Regions from separate parts of the Pan troglodytes genome. Here region 2 is linked to region 1. A link is a contact called in public HiChIP or PLAC-seq data. All regions are on one chromosome and are shown on one strand. The core of a region is the stretch at or near the end of the contact, and the rest is flanking DNA. Distances in the headings are between cores, read along the strand shown.

Region 1 (6,935 bases), core at 1,075-3,574:
TTGACTTGTGGTTGCAACTGCCTTTTCTTAAAGTAAATAATGTTGATTCAAGAGGTAAGGGTAAAGAAACCCCCTTCTAGAAATCGCAAATCTGTTAATTTGATGCTTTTACCATTTTCTAGTTAGGAATATTATAATTTAAAAGTTATGGATACACTGATTATAATATAGTACAAGGATTCTCAATTTTATTTTGCTTAAGAATCACGGGGTGGCAAGTAGTGTTGCTAACAATACAGATTCCCAGGCCCCATCCCCCAAAATATAATTCAGTAAGAGCCAAAATATCAACACTTAAAGAATTCTAGGTGTCATGGAACACTGAGAATCACTGATATTGTGTATCTGACATTCGGCGTGTACAAAATATTTATTTTATAAAAAATACATTTTAGCATGGTAGTCATATTTTAAAATCACTTCTATAGCCTTCTAAAATTTCAAATCAAGAGATTTTGCCTCTTAAAAATATTAGCTAATTTCCAGCATATTAGTAGAAATCTTGCCACGTATGTTTATAATCATGCTCTGAGGTTAAAAACTACAAGCTAATTTACTGTAGTAATCAGTCTCAAATCCCTCGGAGCGTAAGTTCTTATTATAGCATTTATATGTTAGGGAATTTATAGACAGCTTCTTACCAGTGAGCTGTCTCTTTGGGCCTTTTGATTTTCCTATTTGAAAATCCACAACGGTTCCAAACGAGTAGCTCTCACACCACTTCAAATACGTGGCAACCTGGTAACCATTAAAATGCACCTGTATAACACACAAATGTAAAAGAACGATCTCTACTTGGATGGGTTAGAAATGTGTCAAGGGTCCTAATTCAGGGGCAAATTTCGAACTTGAACCCACGCTTTCTGCCTCCTACAGTTTGCATCTTTTTGTTGAGAAGAAACCCTTCAGGATTAGTTTTTAAGAGAAACCTTCCCGTTTTACATATGTAGAAACTGAGCCCAAAGAAACAAAATTATTTGTCCAAGGTCACGCCCAATATCAGTGGCCAAGTCAGAGAGGAACCCCTTGTTTCCAATTTAATAGCCAAGCCAGCTGCATGTTACTACTCTTTAAAACAAAAATTCCCTAACCGCATCGCTTCACCCCCTCCCGATTTTTGAATAAAGTTGTTTATTCAAAACGGCCCTTCCCCACGGTGGTGCTTTTATGCCTTCGGGTAGTAAAACCTTCCATAACGTGTTAGTGAAAAACACGAGGAGGCCACGTCTAACGCGGTGACTTTCACAGGCCTTTTTCTTTGGCCAAAATTTTCTCGGAAAGACTGTTAATCCTACATTCCGCTGGGGGAGGAGCGACGAGGGAGGAGGGAGGTCACCGGCAGCTAACAAGTCCTTACATGTACTTGCGCGTGCCCGGGACGCAGCCTGCGGGGCCGAGGAAACCAACGAAGGATGTATTAGGACGAGAGGGAAGGAAGGGGGCGGGAGAAAAACACGGTAGTGGGAAATCCCTGTGCACTGGATCTGCCAACCCCTCGCAAAGCTGAGAAGAGCCGTGCGTGAATAAATCTCATTAAATGGCCCGGCGCAGACACTGCGGCAGCAAAGAGGAGGGGGGCACCGCGGCTCGCGCGGCACGTTCGGGAAGGGGGAACGCCAGGGCGGCCCTTTTATAGGCCGAAGCCCGCGCCCGCGCCCGCGCGCCCCCACCCTTCGCACCGCCCCCGGGCCACGCGCGGAGCCGCGGCGTTACCTGAGAAGGGCCGGCTGCGTCCGCACCCGGCCCCGCCCGTTCCGCCGCCCGCCCGCTCTTCCCTCCCGCGAGGCCGCAGCGGCACGAGATCTGCGCCTCGCCTCCCTCCTCACGCGGGCGGATTTTCTTACCTTGTGAAAAACCGTCTCAGCGGCTGCCCCCGCCTCCTCTGCTGGATGTGAAATGGCGGTCGGCGAGGCAAGTGTGAGCATCGCAGCTCCTGCCAATCCTGCATAGCCGCCAAAACGGCCCCGAACACTGGCGCCCCCCTCCCGCAACCCCCTCGGAGCCCATCCATGAGATCGGTGCTCCGCCGCCCCTTCCGCTGCCCCTCACCCAGGTGACCGTGCCCGCCAGCCGAGTCATCGATCCCGCGCGGGTCCTGCCGGCCGCCGGCCGCCTCCCTCGCCGCGTGCCCGGGGAGGGGGAGAAAGCCCCTTCTCGGCCCCCGCCCTCCGTGTCCCGCCTGGGCGCCCGCCCTCTCGCTCCTTTTCCCGCCGAGCCCCCTCCCCCGCACTACTCGCAGCCTCCCTTCGCCACACACACCCCCCCTCTCCCCTCCCTCCAGTGGTTGCGTCCGTGACATCATCATCATGGCAACAAGAGCTGCAGCCTGGGACCGAGGAGCCCGTGTGATTCCCGGCGGTGGCGGCAGTGGCGGCAGCACCAGCACCGACGAAAGCTCGAGGGCTTCTCTCCTGCGGCCCCTTGCCGGGTGCTCCTGAGGAGGCGGCGGCAGCAGCGCCTATACCGCCCCGCCCGCCGCTCCTCGAGGTGCCTCTGTGTGAGGGGAGGGGGCCGTGCCGAGAAGGGGAGGGGGCGCCGCCGCCGCTGCGGAGGGAGCCGCCGCCGCTGCTGCTGCCGCTGCCGGGTCGCCAGTGAAGGGAGGCAGTGGCGGCGGCGGCGAACATGTTTTCAGTAAGGATAGTGACTGCAGACTACTACATGGCCAGCCCGCTGCAGGGGCTGGATACCTGCCAATCCCCCCTCACCCAGGCCCCTGTCAAGAAGGTGCCGGTGGTGCGAGTCTTCGGAGCGACCCCGGCAGGTAAGCGGGCGCCGGGCGCGGGGCGGGAGCGGGAGTCGGCGGGGCGCCGGGGCCGCCCTCCCCGCCGCGCACACGCGCGCACGCCGCCGGCGCCGGCCGTCTCCGTGGATCGCTGCCGCGTCTTCCCTCCCCTCCGCCCTCCTCGCCTTTTCTCTCGTGCGTGACAAGAGGCGCAAAAATGTGGGTCCGCGCGAGCGCTGCGCGGCGCCCCCACCCCCGGGCAGGGAGGTGGCGAGCGCCGCGTGTTTACACTGCGTGTGGCGGCCGGGAGCGGGAGCCGCACTCCAGGGCGCGGGCCGGGAGAGCGAAAGCCGCGGGCGCCCCGGACGGCGGGCCAGGTGGCCGCGCCATGTCCATCGGTGGACGGGTTCGTAGGGCCTGCTCTGAGGTCGGTCGCTAGTGGGACATCCCTTGTGTCCCCCAAGTGCCGCTTTCTGGAAACGGGGAAGTGTCAGCCTTGTTGTCAGTCGCTCCCCATGGTCTCTTCTCACCCTCGCTCTCCTCTGCCAGTTCCGGAGATGCAGTGGGCCGGAGAGAGTGGCGCTTGGGGCCAGATAATCTTTCTCACTGGGGTGACCGTGTGGCTCTGCTGTGAGTGCAGGTCGTGACTCCTTAGAGTTTAGTGCCTGAGCGTCTGGGGACAGGGCAGCATCCTTAGGTGCAGTGCTTTCAGGAAATGTGCATCCATGGAAGTAGGAAATGCGTGTTTATGTTGCCCAATCTAAAACATCACACTTAATGGGGTGAATTTATTAGGAACCACAGCCAGACTCAGCAGCACAGACATTTTGAAATGCTCCTAGGCTGGGCTGTAGGATTGCGTTTTAAGTACAGGTATATATTTTTTAAACACACCTATGTTGAAGAAGGGGTGGGAAGGGGAGACAGCCGTGACAGAAGGTACGTTCTCAAAAACTCTTGGGGCTTATGATAATATAAAAAAGATAGAGGCCCAATTTACTAGGTGTTTTAAAATGGTTTTGCTTTTTTGCATGCTTTGAACTGCTTCTATGAAATAATGGAGTTCTAGGAAATAATGCATCTTAGGAAAGGTTGTTCTTCCCTCTAGCTATGAATTGCCCTATGGGATTTTAGATAGCATTTCCCACTTGATGCTCCTTGCCCTCATCACCATTCATCTTATTACTACAGTCATTTTCTGTGGACTACCAAGATAATAGCGCTTTCCCAAACACAAGCACTCATTTTAAACCAGTTATCTTTTAATGTGAATTCTCTTTGTTAAAATGTCAATGTCGTGAGATTTGGTAGCATATTCCTATTTAAACTAGTGAATATGATCTTGATATGAACCTTGAAAGATGGGGATATTTGAGTGCTTTTAACGTGTTGAAAGTGTAACACTTGAAACTTTGGAGGCTGGGAAATCGAGGCGATGAAGTGTTCTATAAGATAGGTTTTCTGCCCTTTTAAATATAGTGGTGCTGTCTTTGTTTCCAATTGGAATTTCAGTGTAATGCACTGTTCTCACTTCAGATGCAGAGGAAGGATAAAATAGTGAAGTTGATATGGCCCTGTTCAGCCAAATTTCCGAATCATAAAGTGACATGCTAATAAGATATACTGTGGCATTTCTGTGTATTACAGCTTGTATGGTTTGAGTTACTTTTCCACACATAATTTTTTCTCCTCCACACAAGCCATTAAATATGTTTCCCTGAGAGATAGTCGAGCTTTGTTGTATAGGAAAGTTTCGTTTGTGGAAATAAATGAGTTTCACTGTAAGCTAATGTAATTCTATTACGTGAGGAAATGTTCCTTAAAAAATAAAGAATATTATATACTGTTGTTTTCCTGAATATTTTTTAAAAGACACATTAACTATTTCCTATTTCATCCTTCATGGACATCCCACAATAGATTACCAGCGCCTTAAAAAAAAAAAACAAAAACGAAAAAACCAAAGACTAAAAACCCCCATTGGGGTTTTTTTTTTTGGTACATACTTTGAAATTTATATTTTAAATGAATTAAAAAGTAACACTTTTATATGTACATTGAAAGACATAAAACTTGATATAGAGAAAGTCAAATTTTAAATTGTTAAGGATTATCAAATTGAATTTGCCATGTAGTTCACAGTTTCCAACAAAATGTTTGTTTCAACAAGAAAAAATTTGAAGTCATTGGCATACATTTAGAGTTTACACTTTTCATAAACCAAGCCAGCATTTTTATTAGCACGTCAGAAACTCCCAGTGAGATTAATATTAATTAAACATAATCAAAAACTGCAGAATTACCTGCTTTTGAATTATCTCCCCAAGGAAAACTAGTCCAATAAAATAAAACTTGAAAATTATTAATATAAAAGAGAGGCCAGTCTGACTTAGTAAAACTCTGAATGCTAGAATTTTTAATGAAGACAGATTTATTTGAAAGTAAAGATGTAAACATAATGCAAAGATATAAACATGGTTTGTATTATATCTTTATAGTTTATATCTTTACTAACAAGTAAAGTAAGGTAATAAAAATGTGTAACACATGATAAACCTATGCTACATAAAATAGCATAAACATACTTTTTTCATATATAAGAATTACTTTGGGAGGTCCTTAATGCTTTACTTTGGTTTGGAGAGAAAATGTTTTAAAATTGAGTTTGCCTTACAAATGAGATCCTGAAAAATAGCAACCAAAGATATTTTTTCTCAAATGAAGTGGCTGTTTCAAAATTATATTACAAATTCTGAACTGATTGGATTAATACCCTTTTACTAGTTTAGTTTTTCTATTATTGCATGAAAAGCATTTTTCTGCTTTAGAAAACCGTCCAGTTGACTTTTGATTGTTCTGTGTTTTGAGGACGTATCTTGAGTAATTTAAGAAATAAAGTGTTTTGGGTTTAAAAGCTCCCATGTCTTAAGTTGGTGAAATTTGAAAAGGTATTTTTAAAAAGAGGGATATTCAGGGCTGGGTGCTGTGGCTCATGCCTGTAATCCCAACACTTTGGAAGGCAGAGGCAGGAGGATCGCTTGAACCCAGGAGTTGGAGACCAGCCTGGGCGACATAGTCTGTACAAAACAAACAAACAAACAAAATTGGCTGGGCATGGTGGTGTGCACCTGTAGTACTAGCTATTTGGAAAGCTGAGACAGGAGAATCGCTTCAGCCCAGAAGGTTGAGGCTGCAGTGAGCCAAGATCACGCCACTGCACTCCAGCCTGGGCAACAGAGCAAGATCCTGTCTTTAAAAAAAAAAAAAAAAAGTTGGGGGGGGGGATATTCAGATTTGAATGGTAAATCCTGACTGATTTAATCCCTTGCCAACTGAGGATATTGATTCCTAAGGGAATCACTTAAAGTTTCTTCATCTGAGTTATGGAATTTTTTAAAAAACAAAAACAAATTTCCTCTCCATTTTTTAAACTAGTTTTTAAAATGTCTTGAACATTATTTTGACATAATCAAATTGAGCAGTATCATTTGTAGAATAAATTGTTAATTTTTTCTTTTATAACAACATTTTGGTAACTTGTTTTAATGGAGGGAAGAAAGGTTGTGAATAAAGTATAGGACAATGTTTTTTCATTTAGATTTGAATATAGGTGTGACCACTCAGAGGATTCACTACAAATGAAATCATCAGGCTTCATTTAAGGATTTGACTGAGGTGGACTTGGGAAGCTGTCCATTTTCCACATCTCGACTTTTGCTTAGTTGCTTGATGTAACTCACTTCATGCTGAGTTTAGACAGCTCTCACAGTTTCCTCAGCACCAGGTTAAACAGAACTATCCTTTCAAAGAGCTTCCCTGCTGAGATGCAGAGTAGGAGTAAATAGAAGAGTGTGGGATGTCCACAAAGCAAGTAATTAAACAAAGTAGGCCAGACAGACTATAGAGGGAGCTGCTTGTCTTTAAGATTACTCTAAGGAACTCTGCCACTTCCTCTAGCTTAGTGAATATTTTGGTAGATTGTTCTAGATACTGTTAGCCATGAAATCAAGCTTTTCAACATAAGGAATTGATAATTCTGAAATGCTATATAAGTTTATGTAGATGCTTATCCAATTATAAATATATTCTCATTGTTTATATTTTATAAAATTAAATATAAGAAACTACCAGAATAATCTTTTTTTTTTTTTGGTAAATTGGAGTTAAATTTGTAATAAGAATAATTTTGAAAATTAGCGTGTATCAACAACTC
Region 2 (7,300 bases), core at 1,925-4,424, 570 kb before region 1:
TGTTACATAATTTTGTCGTTGTTCAAACATTATAGGGTGAACTTACACAAACCTACATGATATAGCCTGCTACATACCTAGGCTGTATGGTAGAGCCTGCAGCTCCTAGGCTACAAACCTGTACCGCATGTTACTGTACTAAATATTGTCAGCAATTGTAGCACAATAAGTATTTGTGTATCTAAACATATCTAAACATAGAAGAGGTACAGTAAAGAGATCATATAAAAGATTAAAAATGATCCACCTATATAAGACATTTGCCGTGAATGGAGCTTGCAGGACAGGAAGTCGCTCTGGGTGAATGAGTGGTGAGTGAATGGGAAGGCCTAGGACATTATTACTGTGCACTACTGTAGACTTGATGAACAAATAGATTTAGTGTAGCCTATTTTTTCTTTGATAATAAATTAACCTTAGCTTACTGTACCTTTTTTACTTTATAGACTTTTTATCATTTTTTTAACTTTTTGATTTTTTTTTTTTTTTTTGAGACAGTCTCACTCTGTCCCCCAGGCTGGAGTGCAGTGGCACAATCTTAGATCACTTCAACCTCCACCTCCTGGGTTCAAGCTATTCTCCTGCCTCAGCCTCCCAAGTAGCTGGGACTACAGGCACCTGCCACCACACCTGGCTAATTTCTGTATTTTTAGTAGAGACGAGGTTTCACCATGTTGGCCAGGCTGGTATCAAACTCCTGACTTCAAATATCCACCCACCTTGGCCTCCCAAAGTGCTGGGATTACAGGCATGAGCCACCGTGCCTGGCCAACTTTTTGACTCTTTTATAACACAGCTTAAAACACATTGTACTGCTATACACAAATAATTTATTTGTATCCTTATTCTGTATGCTTTTTTTCTAATGTTTTTTCTTACTTTTAAAACTTTTCTTAGTAAAAACTAAGACACAAACATCCACATTAGCCTAGGCCTACACAGGGTCAGGATCATAATATCACTGTCTTTCACCTCAACATCCTGTCCCACTGGAAGGTCTTCAGGGGCAAAAACATGCATGGAGCTGTCATCTCCTATGATAACAATGCCTTCTGAAGGATCTGCCTGTCCTGTGTTATAGCTAACTTTTTTTAATAAGTAGAAGGATTACACTCAAAAATAATGATAAAAATATAGTATAGTAAATATATAAACCAGTAATGTAGTATTTATTATCATTCTCAAGTATTATGTACTGTACATAATTGTATGTGCTATACTTTTACATGACTGGCAGTGCAGTTGGTTTGTTTATACCAGCATCACCACAAACATATAATGCATTGCACTGTGATGTTGGAATGGCTATGATGGCACTAGGTGATTGGAGTTTTTCAGCTACACTATAACCTTATGAGACCACTTTTGTATATGAGGACTGTCATTTACTAAAACATCATTGTGTGACATGTGACTGTATTGCACATCTCACTTACCTTTTTTTCTATATGTCTTTCTGTTAAAAGCATCCCATTTTTTTTTTACAAAGCACTAGCCTCAAGATCCCAACGTGACTCTAGTCACATGTGCATGAGAGAGTAGGTTTGTTTTCTCTTCTTCCTCCACTAACGTGTATACAAGCCTTGTTAATCAACACCTGTGCATTCTCTGAGGGGCTGTTCTGTGCGTGCTAAGGTGCTGCCAGTGCCCCCCACCATGGATGGAGGGACAAAGAGGTGCCAGGCTCTGCTTGGTCCCCTGTCCAACTTTTAATAAACCAGGTCCAAAAATGAGCAACCTCTGACCACCACAAAATGCTCTGCCCAGCCATCTGCGTGGGGCTTGGGTCAGAGTCTCCTTGAAAATAAGCAGGTGTCCTCATTCCAAGGGCCTTTAAAAAAGTCAGGCTGTGGCCCAAGGAAAACAAGGCCAAATATCTCAGAGGTTTATAATTCATTTTGTCACTTGGCCTTGTTAGTCTGGTTTGCAGGGGGAGCTCTGTGTGGGAAACAGGGCTGAGTTAATCAGAGGCAGACACCGAGGCCGACCACATGCAAAGGAGAAGCAAGAGAAGAGGAGGACAGAAAAATTTCCAGTATTTCCAAATGTGGGTGAAGCTAATCTTTCAGAGAAGGAAAAGTATGCATAATGTGGTGTGTCATTCCTGATTTGTAAAATGCTTGCACATGTGAATCATAATTCAATTAGATGGGGACAGTGACAGGCATCCTGGACTTGGAGTCAAAAGACCCTCATTCACATTCAAGCTCTGCTACTTTTCTGAGCTCACTCACCTTAGACAATTTCCTTCAGGCCTCCCTGCCTCCAAGCTTCCTACTTCCCCCAGTCCAGCCTCAACATTGCCATTTGATCTCTTTTTCTTAAACACAAATTAGATCATGTCACTCTCCCGCTCAAAACCCTTTTTCACTCCCCCTGGAATAGAACGCAGCTCCTGGGAAGCACAGTAGAAGGCCTTCCACGACGAAGCAACCTCACCCCTGCACTATCCTTGCCTCACCTGCCAGCTCGGGTAGCACAGACCTGCTGTACTGTGAGTCCCCCAGCCTCTTGCTTTTGCTTATGCGATTCTACCAGGACAACCCTGCCCACTGCTTTATCTGATAAGCGGTTTGCACAAACGACTTCTCCCCTGAGAACGCTTCCTAACCAGCACCCACAGCAAAGCTCCTCAAGCAATTAGCGTGCCACCCTGCCCTTGTAAAGCCCATACTGCAATCATCTGTTTATATGCACGGTTGCAAGATTTTGCTTATAAAAATAATGATAATAATAGATGCCCTGTTAACTGCTTTAGCATATATGGGACACACACACACACAAATTCCTTGTTAACCTGAAATTCAAATTTAACTGGGCATATGTTCATATGGCTTGTCCCTACTAGACTGGGTCACTGAAAATAGAGACTGAGACATCTTCATAGCCTTGGTACCCACAACATGACTGACCTACAGCAGGGGCTTGGTAAATATTTACTTTAGAGTTTTTAGCCTTAAAGTTACTAATCTTACAGGCAAATGAATAAACATTCCACTCACTTTTTATTTGCCTTCTTCAGTGAGATCTACATTAAGTGAGATCTAGGTTTTGCAGAAGGCTAAATGTCACCCTTCTGCAAAATCTAGATTGCAGTTTCCAGACTGTCCGGCTCCAACATGCCATGAGCCCCTACGGACGCTAGATGGCGGAATGGGTTAAGGGACTAGCCCTGCTCTGGGGTCCGGGCGCCCCTATATAAAAGCAGGCGCTTCCTCTGCCGCAGTGCCCTGCATTATTGATTGTGACGCTGCCGCAGAGGTGGGAGGAGCCCGCCGCCATCTCGCCAAGTCTGCAGGATCGGGAACATGGCTTTAGGATCCTTTTCTCTCTCTGCAAAAAGTCCCTCGATAGCTGGAAAGAGAGAGCTCTCTGGGGCCCACATGATTGTTTTCATTCATAGGAAGATCAGACCTTCCCATAGTCAGAATCATTTTTATTTCACATTGTCATTCTGAATAGCGGCACCAAAGAATAGCAGCTGTACTTTCTGAAAGCCACTGATTTGAATCGGCACCTATCGTAAAATATTACCGCGTCACTGAAAGGCAAAATAGCCGGGGGCGGTGGGGGAAATTCATCATCTCTTTAGGTTTCTCAGTTACAAAACATTCTTATAAAAATAGATGAAAGTACTACGGACGTAAAATAGTTTCATGATATTTAAAACCACGGCCGTATTTTCAACCGGCATTCATTGGAACCGGAAATCTGTATCTTGGAACTGAAAAGCGCTGATCTGAAACTAAACCGTGGGTGGGGCCTTCACGCCGTCCCCTCCGTGGCACCCTTCCCTCCGGGCCAGCAGAGGGCGCTCAACGGGCAGTGAAAGGGGCTCTCGCAGGAGTCCTCCCTATACAAACATTTTATTTTAGCAGGGAACTGAGTTGTCTATTTACTCACCAGTGTTTTTATTTAGCCAATGCCTTTCTTTGAATATAGATGTGCTGATTAGAGTGCTGTATTGTTCCCTCTCTTTATGAGCCACACATATAATGCATCCTCCATGTTGTGTCATTTGAGTTTCCTTTGTGAAATGAGAATTTAGAGACAGTGTAAAGCATCTTGACTAAAGAATCTTAGATTCTGTACTCATAACCATCAAATATAATTCAACAACACATTTAAAGCAGCTTTTCCTGTTGAATCTTTCCCAAGCATTTTGCTTTTTCTTTCCATTGGAAATATCTTTCTTCATGTATCTGGGTATCATCAGTTTTAGTAATATTTGCTCAAATTAATATTTGCTCAAATTGTGTCGTTATCGGGATACAATTAAGTGGAATGAACAGATTAGGAAAGAGGCAAACAACACACTGGGCCTACTAAAGAGGAGCCCCCTGTCCTACCAGCTGTGAGCTCTCAGTGAGCTCAGGGTGTGTTCGTATGTTTCACGAAAGAAACTGAGAGTTAATTAATCTGTCCTGGTACGCGGAGGTCAATCAAGACAGTTTCCACCTGAATTCAGAAAGGTTACATCATTGTTTAAAAGAAATACACACACACACACACACACCACTTTTCCAAATCCACATGTAATGTAATTGAATCAACTGCTAAATCAAATGCTGTCTTAAGACTTGACAGAACGAAACTGAGCTCACGCTTACACACACTAGGACTGTTAATTGATGAGGCTCATCCACAAAAGACTCTCCAAAGTGAACCTCGTGTCACAGTTTCAGAGTGTGGCAAGCAACTCTTCAGTCCTGGATGATGGCTTTCAGAATGCCATCTGTGTCCTGTGCATGCCAGGCACACAGACACTGCCCTTACCTGCCCCTCAGGTTTTATGTCCAAAGTTAGTATGTCCAACTTCAGTAAGCAAGAATATCAGTTCTTAAACTCAGGTTCACAATAAATATCATATATTTTTAGAATCCCTTAAATCAAGTCGCATGTAACTCCAAGTCCCCCTTTTATTGAGCTGTTGGACAGCTGAGTCATAATCATTATTGGGCACCTCCTCCATCCTGGTTTGGGTCAGGGTTCCAGGTCCCTGCAGCCCACAGGCAATGGTTCCTTCAGGTTTGACAATCCTGCTATTTCAGTACCAGCCTTGGGTCATGAGAACATTGGTGCACTGGAAGATGCTGCATCTAGGGACCAATCTCCCTGGCTGGAGTCGCTGCTAGGGATATCTTGGCACCTCCCCAGCCCAGCACACTGCCAAGGAGAGGTGAGCAGCTCCCATTCTCACAGGACCTCTGACCAGTCTTGGGGGAGGAGAATCTCTTCCAGCCACCTAGCTGCTCCAAAAATGTGCCACTTCCTCCTCCCACTCTAGGAATTTACTGTAAACGGTAGTATCAGCTGTAAACCCTTTCAAACAAGATGGTGCCACCATCCCCACCCCCATTCCCAATAAAACTAAGGAGCTGCAGAAACTAAATGTGTGGATTGGCACTGCATGGGAAAAAGTTCTGTTCTAATGGGACAAAGTAATGCTAAAGATTCAAAGCCACTTTGATCAAAAACATTCTGTCTTTTCTGGACAGTTACAAAAAGAGGAAGGATGGAAACTTTCCCACCATGGAGAATATGGGAGCTCTGTTTTGGGGCTCTTGAAGCATTTCCATGTATAAACACTTTGTTTTGTTAGCCAGCATTTTCGGTTCATGCATTCCTTCAGTCCCACCTCTAATTAAGCAAAGGCATTAAATTTTTAGTATCAGTAATAAATATCCCTTCCACCCCCCAAAAATGTTTATTACAATTGTATGTTTTTTCTGCTACTGAAAAGGAATAACTTAAGTTTATGTGATGTAAATGTTGGCTTTGAGAAAATGAATAGGGAAGTGAGTCAGGAAGCAATCAACAGGAAGCATAATGGTGGGAAAGAAAGCTGGGACTCACAACCCCTGAGATCTGGAGGGTGAATGCAGGTCACCGGGCCACTTCCTTTAGGGAGCTCATTATTTCAGAGACAGCACACCATTGTTGGAACCCTGTGTAGCAGCACTGTCTAGCAGAACTTTCAGCAATTATGGAAATATTCTATAATATAGAACTATAATATGCTGTTGAGCATTTAAAATATGGTTAGTGTGAATGAGGAACTACATTTTTTATTTTATTTAATTTTAATTAATTTAAGTTTAAATAGTCATAAGTGGCTAGTAGCTGCCATGTTGATAGCATAACTCTGAAGTCTTTTTTCTTTTTTAATCCATAATTTATCCCTCACATATTTCCATAAATGTTTTTGTAAGCTAAGACAGCTTACAAAAAAATCAAGCACAGTATAAAACAGGAGAATTAAATTTTTTTTAATGATTGAAAAAAATAGTAAAAGAAGAGGAAAACTCTGTAAAATAGAGCAGAGAACTAGATGCTCCCAGACACATGGAATGAGTCAGTGCCTTTGAAAATTAAATTTATTTCTAAATTGCTGGAAAGTAAAGCAAAAATGAAAAGTCATGCAGGAGGGAAAGGTGAAATTTGTAGTTAACCATTGTTTGGCTGCTCAGAAACACTCGGTTCCTGAAAATGGTTGCCTTGCCCCTGAAGCCCTTACTCTCAACCATTTCTTCTAGTTGGTATGGCCGAGCCCCTCTGGGTGATACCCCTGGGACCTCATCCAACCTGGCCAATCATAGTCCTTTCCTTGAGAGATGACTGGAGACACAGAAAAGTGTGGTGTCTCCATAGACTGATGGATGGCATGTGTGAAACTTGGGGTGTGTTGAGCTGAGGGACAGAGGATGGCAGTCTGCACCAAAGCAGGGGATAACAATGTGGTTAGGGTCACCAGTACAGGCTATGGATTCACACTCGCTCTCTTACTACAATAGCTGTGTGACATTGGACACATGCCTTTACTTCCCCAGGCTTCCACCTCTGAAAAATGGAATAATTTTAGTTCAGATTTTACAGAGTTGTTGTAAAAATAAATAAATAAATAAAATGCAATGAACCTAAGCAGAAAGCATGCCTAGGACATAATAAATGCTCCACAAATATTATTAATTATATGAATATTGGCAGCAGAGTCCTGACAACATTCATGTTTTTGGATTTGGGTCATTCCCAAAGTCCAAGCATGGATTCCATTGGATTCCATGAGACATGCTCCTCCCTCATATTCTTTTCTTCCCCAGTTTTATTGAGCTGTAATGGACAAATCTCTCCCATATCCTTAAAATGAAATTTCTGTTTTGCTTAAGCTAATTTGGATTGGGTTTCTGCTAACTGCCTCCAACAGAGTTCTCACTTGTATGTCACCTTGTTTGGAAGTCTAACTTGTCTTCCTCCCTATGCAGAAGGCCAGGTCAGCTGCAGGAGCACCTAACCTTTGCAG

Evidence for each region. HiChIP or PLAC-seq counts read pairs in DNA pulled down with a chosen protein or histone mark.
Region 2: a contact with region 1 is called in an H3K4me3 HiChIP or PLAC-seq map of stem cell-derived excitatory neurons, with 19 times the contacts expected there. The contact joins the promoter of CCN6 here to the promoter of REV3L in region 1. A contact is called at or near these places in 1 of 7 Hi-C or Micro-C datasets (stem cell-derived neural progenitor cells) and 1 of 1 datasets of contacts at active chromatin or transcription factors (stem cell-derived excitatory neurons).

What each region holds. Positions count from the first base shown.
Region 1 is chr5:123,407,242-123,414,176 of NHGRI_mPanTro3-v2.0_pri, reverse strand. REV3L (REV3 like, DNA directed polymerase zeta catalytic subunit) reads left to right here and starts at 2,324. Exons shown (of 32, transcript XM_003950901.6): 1 at 2,324-2,761. The coding sequence starts at 2,623. LOC741253 reads right to left here and starts at 2,624. Exons shown (of 4, transcript XM_063813277.1): 1 at 2,535-2,624; 2 at 1,845-2,458. The coding sequence starts at 2,624. LOC134807019 (a long non-coding RNA gene) reads right to left here and starts at 1,790. Exons shown (of 3, transcript XR_010157768.1): 1 at 1,714-1,790; 2 at 642-759.
Region 2 is chr5:123,974,020-123,981,319 of NHGRI_mPanTro3-v2.0_pri, reverse strand. It overlaps CCN6 (cellular communication network factor 6), which reads right to left and starts at 3,174. Exons shown (of 8, transcript XR_010157772.1): 1 at 3,003-3,174.